2 separate regions of the Capsicum annuum genome follow, and region 2 is linked to region 1. The links are chromatin contacts, called in public Hi-C maps. All regions are on one chromosome and are shown on one strand. Each heading gives the region's core, a stretch centred on a gene start, on an enhancer-like site or on the middle of the called end of the contact. The rest is flanking DNA. Distances are from core to core; before and after follow the strand shown. Region 1 has its middle 51 kb from the start of LOC124889548. Region 2 has its middle 13 kb from the start of LOC124889548.

The links. A called contact is a pair of places that touch in the nucleus more often than the background predicts.
Region 2: a contact with region 1 is called in a Hi-C map of pericarp, with 2.5 times the contacts expected there. The contact joins two enhancer-like sites. A contact is called at or near these places in 4 of 5 Hi-C or Micro-C datasets (bud, leaf, pericarp and 1 more).

Annotation. Positions count from the first base shown.
Region 1 is chr12:9,745,614-9,749,767 of UCD10Xv1.1, reverse strand. No RefSeq gene overlaps it. Among protein-coding and RNA genes, the nearest start is that of LOC124889548, 51 kb to the left of the region's middle. Within about 2 kb of position 2,392, at least 2 of the 5 cell types and tissues checked have an H3K27ac peak or open chromatin away from gene starts, as enhancers often do. A contact at or near this core is called in pericarp, where this site is marked.
Region 2 is chr12:9,783,435-9,787,588 of UCD10Xv1.1, reverse strand. No RefSeq gene overlaps it. Among protein-coding and RNA genes, the nearest start is that of LOC124889548, 13 kb to the left of the region's middle. Within about 2 kb of position 1,973, at least 1 of the 5 cell types and tissues checked has an H3K27ac peak or open chromatin away from gene starts, as enhancers often do. A contact at or near this core is called in pericarp, where this site is marked.

The DNA.
Region 1 (4,154 bases), core at 1,143-3,642:
TTACATTCTATCTCACATAAGTTTAATTAAATGCAAACCTTCTCATAACTAAATGCATGTATTATTAAATACCATCATAACATTACTTTGAATTTGCGGCGATAATTCTTTTTTTATGCCACCATAACCAAATTTTACATTACGTACTTATGTGCAATCAACAAATACTGTGTATTATATTGTCTGCGCAAATAAAAAATTAAGATTTTTCATGCAATATGGAAAGATTATGGCGTTATAGACTTGATTCACAATTTTTTAGTTTTCTTTTCTTTTAATACTCTGTCTGGATTATCAGCTTTTATATGAATATTTTAAATTTTTTGATGGGATATATTTTTTTCATCATATAATTTTGACCGATATTTGATGAGATATATTTTTTCAACATATTAATATGAGAACAAAATGCAACTTTTAGTATTAATTATTCATATAATTTGTAAATATCTAAATTATATTTTGAAATATTAAACAAATCTAATTTACTTGCTTTAAAAATTAATCAAATTTACTTAAGTAACAAAATATGACATGATATATAAGACAAAGGGAATATATATTGTGGCAACTCATCAAAGCTGTAAAATATTGTTAAAAGAGGGTGTGCATATATATATATATATATATATATGAGAAAGTGAAATCTAAGGATTTAGGGTAGTTTGATCATTTTATAAATTTTTCCAAGTATAAATTAGGGTGGAATAATTTATATCACGAAATGTATGGGATAATTTATCTCAGTACTATTATTAGTCCCGAAATAAGTTATTCCGAGTATTGTCAACCAAAAGATGCATTTAAAAGTTTATCTTGAGACTATTATTTTATTCCGAGCTTATTTGGTTTAATACCTCACACCAAACAATTCCTTAGTGGTTCAGGTAATGTAGCAGAGGTGAATACAAATATTGATTTCGACATACATTGTGTTAGATGCTGAGGATTTTCAGGATAATAGTCTCTTTAAATTTATAAAGTAGGAAAAAAGATCGCACACACATCATCGCTTTCTTTTCATATTTTATTTATGAAATTATACGGTATATGATATTAGTGGCGGATCCCGAATTTAAGGATAATGTGTGCTTAAAAAATTTAAAAATTGAAAAAAATAAAAATTCACCTCAACGAGGTTCGAACTCGGGGCATCCCTTCTAGTGGAGAACCTTAAAGTCAATCTAAATGTCAATGCACCCAACTAACTTTTCTTTTAATGGGTGCTTTTATATATTATATACCTATTTTTGTATATTTTTAATGTAATTTTATCTATTTTGCGTCGAATTTAGTGGGTGTCGAAGCACCCCACAAATATATGTAGGTCCGCCCTTCTATGATATTGTTATTGTTGTTACACTGTGTTAGGTTTTTCTTGCAGTTTTCATTAATTTGTCAAAATATACAAGTGGGATTAATTTTATATTATAACTCCAACAACAAATCAGGTTAGGACAACTTAGGAATAATTACAGCATGAAATGAGCAGAAGTGGGGCTTATAAATAACTAGATTCTTTAATCATAGCAGACAACCTAGTACCCTTTTAGATTTCTCTGTCCTCCTCAATCTTCAATTCCTGTAATTAAGCAAATTTGGTATTGGAATGACCAATTTTTTTTCTTATTATTCTTTACTATTTTGGATCAATTTGTAAACAATCATATTTTTTTATAAACAAAATTTATCATAGTAGTCATATGTTTTTGTGTAATCAAATTTTTTATGTTATGTTATGTTATTATATTAAGTAATATTTTACTATAGCTATCACAAAATATGAAAACAAACGGTGCTGTTAGAGAAATTTAACTGTATATATTTATACTAAATTCTATTACAAATAGAGATTTTTACCACCGCATTCAATGGTAAATTTGTATTGCTAACATGATTTTTCAACTCTTTTTCACTGAATTAGCTCATAGGAAAAACGACTGATAGGAGATTTATTCTCATTGGACACTGAAAAACTACCTAATTTTTATGTCAGGAATTCTATTTTTTTCACAAATCCAATTAAAATATATGTGAGAACAACCACTAAATAATTTTGAGGAACATATTATTAGTAGTGAATGGACTACTAAAGATCTTGACAAATTTTGAAGAGCATTTTGTAAATTGTATGTCAAATCATGCCATCTCAGCATGAATCAACCACAGCAAAGTGTTAGCAGGATTCTCTTTTCTTTTTTTCCTTTTTCTTTTTGTGTAAATATTGCTTTTACCTTTCTTTTTTAAGAAAAAAATATTTATAAAAAAAATAATTAAAACAAAATCTCTATTTGGACCACGCAATCAATTCTTGAGTTGGAGCATCACAGAACACGATCACGATACTCTGTCAATTGTGATTTGACTCAGCAACAATATCTTACTGAAATAAAGTATTTCTAACGCTAAGTTGATGTAGAATACAATCACGACACCTTGTCAGTTGTGATTTGACTCAGCAATAATATCTTACTAGAATAAAGTATTTTTGTCACAAAATTAATGTTTAAACTATTTTTTATGATTTGACTCAACGACAATATCGTACTACAAGATATTGTTGCTCCCTTATCATAATGGTGAGTGAATCAACACCATCTATTTCATTGTATTTATTGATGATTGATTTTATTTTTTAGTTCTTCCACTTTAATTCAACATACATACTATATAATATACTTGTAGTGAATTAGCCTTGGGAAAGTATATTAAGCATCTCAATTAGCATAAAGTAATCCCCTAAACATGTTAGCAACAAAGTGATCCCTTTAATTAATTACTTTATAGGTTTAATAATTAGGTTAATTAAGTTGAAATTGAAGATCAAATCGAATTCCAAAGCTCATACTTTCTCCGTTGGTTCTTATTTATCACTATTTTTTTGCTAATTAAATTTCTATTTTCACTTGCCACTTTTGACATATCAAGAAAAGATGAAAGAATTTTTTCTATTTTACTCTTAGCATTGATTGTTTATTCTCCAAACCTTTTTTCAAGATATATTACTCTAAACATCAATTAATAGAGATAGTTATTATTTTTTTAATGAACATGTCATGTCAAAAAATGACAATAAAAACGAACGAAGGGGGTAACTTTGAAGTGATTATCCACTAGTTATTGTCGTTAACTATATTCTTGCAGCTTGCAATCACAAAAAACACAAAAATAATAATACTAAAAATGAAAGCTTACTTTACAAAAATATCAGATAAAATTATCTCATATTATATTTTAGGATTGCTATCATTATCTCGCATTTAAAACTCCTAAAGCATTAAAAGTAAGTAACAATATAACCAATAGACTAGTAGTGAAATGGTAACTGGTAAATACTTTTCATCTTTAATCATATTTTTGGATTCGAATTTTGTGTGTGCTTTATCTTTAATGTGGGCTATCTGACTTGAATATATTCAAATTTAAATAAAGTCTAATACAAATATCAAACATAGGGTAAAAAAAATTATACACATACTCTATTTAATTAGTAATATCGATATTTGGTCAGATAAACTTGTTTTAAATGGCTCTTATAATAGGGTCTAGAACATCAGGTGAGTTTTGTTAACGTGGTGAAAATTGAGTGTGTGTATATACACACTATTTAATTAGTAATATCAATACTTGGTCAGATAAACTTATTTCAAATGAAACTTTAGGTTCTTATAATAGGGTCCAGTATAAATATCGAACATCTGATGGACTTTGTTGGCGTGGTTAAACATTGAGGATTGTCCCTTTTTGGATACTTATCTAGTACGTGATCCTTCTATTGTTCTTATAACTTACGAATTTTTCAGATCACACAATGACTTTCACTATAGAAATATTACTTTAAAATATGCTTAGCCTCTTACATACCAATATAAAAATCTCCTCTGGACGACAGTTTTAATATTTTATTTGTAAGATTAATTAATACATGAGCAATAGTAGACCTGAATCTGATGTTATATGGAAGAATATTAAAATAAGGGATCTAAACAGACTGTTGAAGATCCCAATAATTTGACATCATTTCTTGTTGAGGCCCTAAGATGCAGATTGAATTTGGGCTAAAGATCCATGTATCTTTAAACTCAATCTTTTTTTCTAAAAATTACACAAATACATAACTTATGTTTCTAATATTACAAAAAATTCCAACTCCC
Region 2 (4,154 bases), core at 724-3,223, 38 kb before region 1:
CGCGAATAAGGGCAGAAGACTAGTGTGTGGGTGAGTCGTAGTAAGTAGTTAGGATAGCTTTTGTGTAGCCTGGTTAGAAATCCTAGGAGAGTTTTGGTGTCTTTGGTCTATGAATGTATGGTACTACTGTGTTGGTGTCTTATTTCTTATTTCTGTTATTTCTATTTTTATTATTTCTTATTCCTTATTTCTGTTATGCCAGCCATCATGTTTGATGTTTCATTGCGACCTTATTTACTATTCTTTATTTTGAGCCGGGGGTCTATCGAAAATAGCCTCTCTACTTCTTCGGAGGTAGCAGTATGGACTACGTACGTTTTACCCTCCTCCCCAAACCCCATTTTGTGGGAATACATTGAATTTATTGTTGCTGTTGTTTTATTTTTATTTTGTTGGTTTAAATCCATCCATCCATCCATGCTTTTACCTTTCGAGATAGTGAAAAATCTGAGATAGATATGATGGAGGGGAACAAGAACCAAAACCTCCATGATCGAAAGATTATGATTTTTACTATTTATTTTGAAAATTAAATAATTTGAATTCACATCGATCGGAATGAGTTATTTTGATAGTATAATGCTTTTAACAAAGTAAAACTCGAAATTTCCAATTAAATTTTTTTAAAAAAATAATTTAACACTTTATCTCATCTAGGATTAGAAGTCCTTCAAGTTCAAGTCTCATGAAGTTATCTTTACAAGAAAATATTTTATCACAAATATGACTTTTCAGCGCAAATTTAAATGAACTAATGCCCAAAGCAGAGATACACGGGAATATATACACTAGCGCAAATTTACAAAAGTCAAGAGTATTCCTTCCTTTCAATAATAATCGTCTATTATTGACTTGACACACATGACACAACTTAAGAAATAATAAATGATATGAATAATTTATTATATTCGTCTATTATTGACTTGACACACATGACACAACTTAAAAAATAATAAATGATATGAATAATTTATTATATTCGTCTATTATTGACTTGACACACATGACACAACTTAAGAAATAATAAATGATATGAATAATTTATTATATTAATCTTTGAAAAATGCACTGCATTATAAATAGTATTTAATATTAAAAGTAAAATAGATATAAATTAATAAATTATCTATTGATTTTTTAAATTGAATAAGTAAAGATGAACGGAAAAATCAGTTATCAATACCAAAGGAAAAAAGAAAGTGGAAAGGACAGAAACGACACTTCAAATTAAATTATTTCCATGAAATTTAATTTCACTTTCTAGCCATTTTAATTTGTTGGCTTGTTCTATGCCGTTTCTACACACCTTCTATTCAGTTTCTTTACATATCTTATATATAAATATTCTATACGAAAATTATACAATTTTGATACACAATTTATATAGTAATTGTACTTTTTTTACAAATTTTATACAACAATTATATAATTTTTATGCACTTTCTATATTTTTTTTTATATATATATTTTATACATATACATATTTGATGAACTATACAATTTTTATACATGTATCTTATATAGATACATATTCTATACAACAATTATACCGTTTTATATAATTATATTTAATTATTATTTCAAAAAAAAAAAACTAGAATATTTTTTAGTTAAAAAATTTATAGCAAAAAAAAAATATTTTTAAAAGGGATGAATAGCCTAAGTTGAAAACTGTATATATGGACTGTTTCTGAACTACCTGAGCCAAAATGATTCAAATTAGGAAATAGCTATAAAGTAAAAATATTTTATCTACTGGTCACTTTTTGACAAAATCTCAAACTTAAATTATTTATTTTAAAAAGTGTTACACAGCGTCGTTCTCTAAAAAAGAAATACTATTATTCTGTCAAATAAATGCAGTCAACCTAACCAATAATATGTAGCAATTTGGACATGCTTAGATGGTGCCACATGTCATTAGTAGCTTACCTATTTGCCAACATTATCTTTGCCACGTGTAATCGTACATTATCGCCACGTAGAAAATACATGTCCAATTAGAGTAGAATCCAAGTCATGCCCAAGGATATTGGAGGATCCCAACTACCATAAAATTAAATTAAAGTCTTCTCTTTAATTTGGATAACAGACCACCTATGCAAATCTAGTAGCTCAAAAAAGAGTAACACGTTACTTTGATTTTCTTTCTGGATAATTGCCACATCAAAATTTGAAACCAAAAAGTATCATAGAGAAAAAGAGGGGGTGTGTGGGGTGGGTTGCCGGGGGGTGGGGGAGGTTAGATGGAGCTAGTGGCGCAAAGGGTTCATGAAAACTTCCTTGGCAATAAATTATATCATATATATACGATTAAAATATATTTTACGTACTTTATATATAGTAAACGTGAAATACACTTGTTTATTTAAGATTTTGAGTGTTTATTTTTTGTATATTTTGAAAATTTTCTTGGTGAAAAATCTAACCGCATCAATGATGTAGATTTTGGATCTAAAGCTTAATTTCAAAAGCAAGTTCAAGGGGATTCATCCACCTTTAATGGACAAGTCTAGTTACAACAACAGCATAAAAAAAAAAAAAAAAAAACCGTTTCCCAAATGTTGTTTTCAGCAATAGAGTCCGGAATTTGATGAAGATTGTGTAAATTTTTTTTTTATTTGTGTGTGCAAAATTAAATATATACTCATAATAGCTAACATTTAGCCTATATACACAATATAATTTTTCGATGAAGGGTGTGCACTGATCACCCTTTGATATAGGTGGCTTTACCCATGGCTGTTTTGTATCGGCAAAATACGTGAGAAATGTTAATTATTTAAGATAATAAATTTCATATATTAGTAAGACGTTAAAAATTATGAAGTTTAATTAATTCAAGGCAGACAATATCATCGCAATAGTGTTACATCTTGACGATCAAATAAAAAATTCTGCATACGTTACTGTATGCTTTCTCAATCTCTTTGTTGTTCCAATTTAACATGCTACGTATAACTTTGAGTTAATACATAAAAATGACCTTAAACTTGACACCAAATTATAACTTTGACCTTAAACTTTGACAATGCATAAATATGACCTTTAATTATTCAAAATTATACAAATATGACCTCCAATCCTACGTGGCAAAACGCGTGTTCAACACGCAAAACTGGGCGCGTCCAGCTTAAAATCTAAGGGTATAATACATAAATATGACCTTAAACTTTGACAGTGCACAAATATGACCTTTAACTATTCAAAACTGCACAAATATGACCTTTAAATGATTCTTCACTATTATTTTTTCATTATTTTCGGCTCAAAGATGAAAATGACATCTAATTTCTTTTGTCATTGAGAAAAAAGAGCAATATTGAAGATTTATTAATTAGACGGATTAGCCTCATATGAAAATATCGAGCGAGTATGTATATATATTACAAAACAGAGGACGAATTTAAGTTATATAATATATCTAAATATTATTTTTTTAAATATTAAATTAAAGATGAAACTATACTAATAATAAAAACATTATAGTTTTAATAAAACGTTATTAAATTAATGTTATTGCGGATAGTAGTAGTAGTATATTAAATTAACGTTATCAAATTAACGTAATTAAAATGTTATTACATCAACGTTATTAAATTAACGAGGGGCGGACCTACGTGGTTGCCATGGGGTTCACCCGAACCCCCTCGGTAAAAAAATTACGTTGTATATATATAAGATAGAAAAAGTATATTTATGTACGTATATTAATGTTGAACCACATGGAACAAGGCACTTAGATAGCCCAGTGGTGTTATTTGCTCTTCTTGTGTGTTTCCTTCAGCCTACTGTGCGAGTTCGATCCCTGCTAGTGGCTGTTTTTTTTTAATTAAAAAAAAGCTAGGTGCTGCTGCTATAGAAATAAATAATAATAATAATAATAATAATTTTTTAAAATTAAAAAAATTAGGTGCTGCTACTATAGAAATAAATAATAAAATTATTATTATTATTATTATTATTATTATTATTATTATTATTATAATAATAATAATAATAATAATAATAATAATAATAATAATAATAAACGACGTCGTTTTAATATAAAAAACAACTTTGATAGTGCACAAATATGACCTTTAACTATTCAAAACTGCACAAATATGATCTCTCTCCAAGTCAGTCCTTTTAACGATGTGACACCGTGTGAT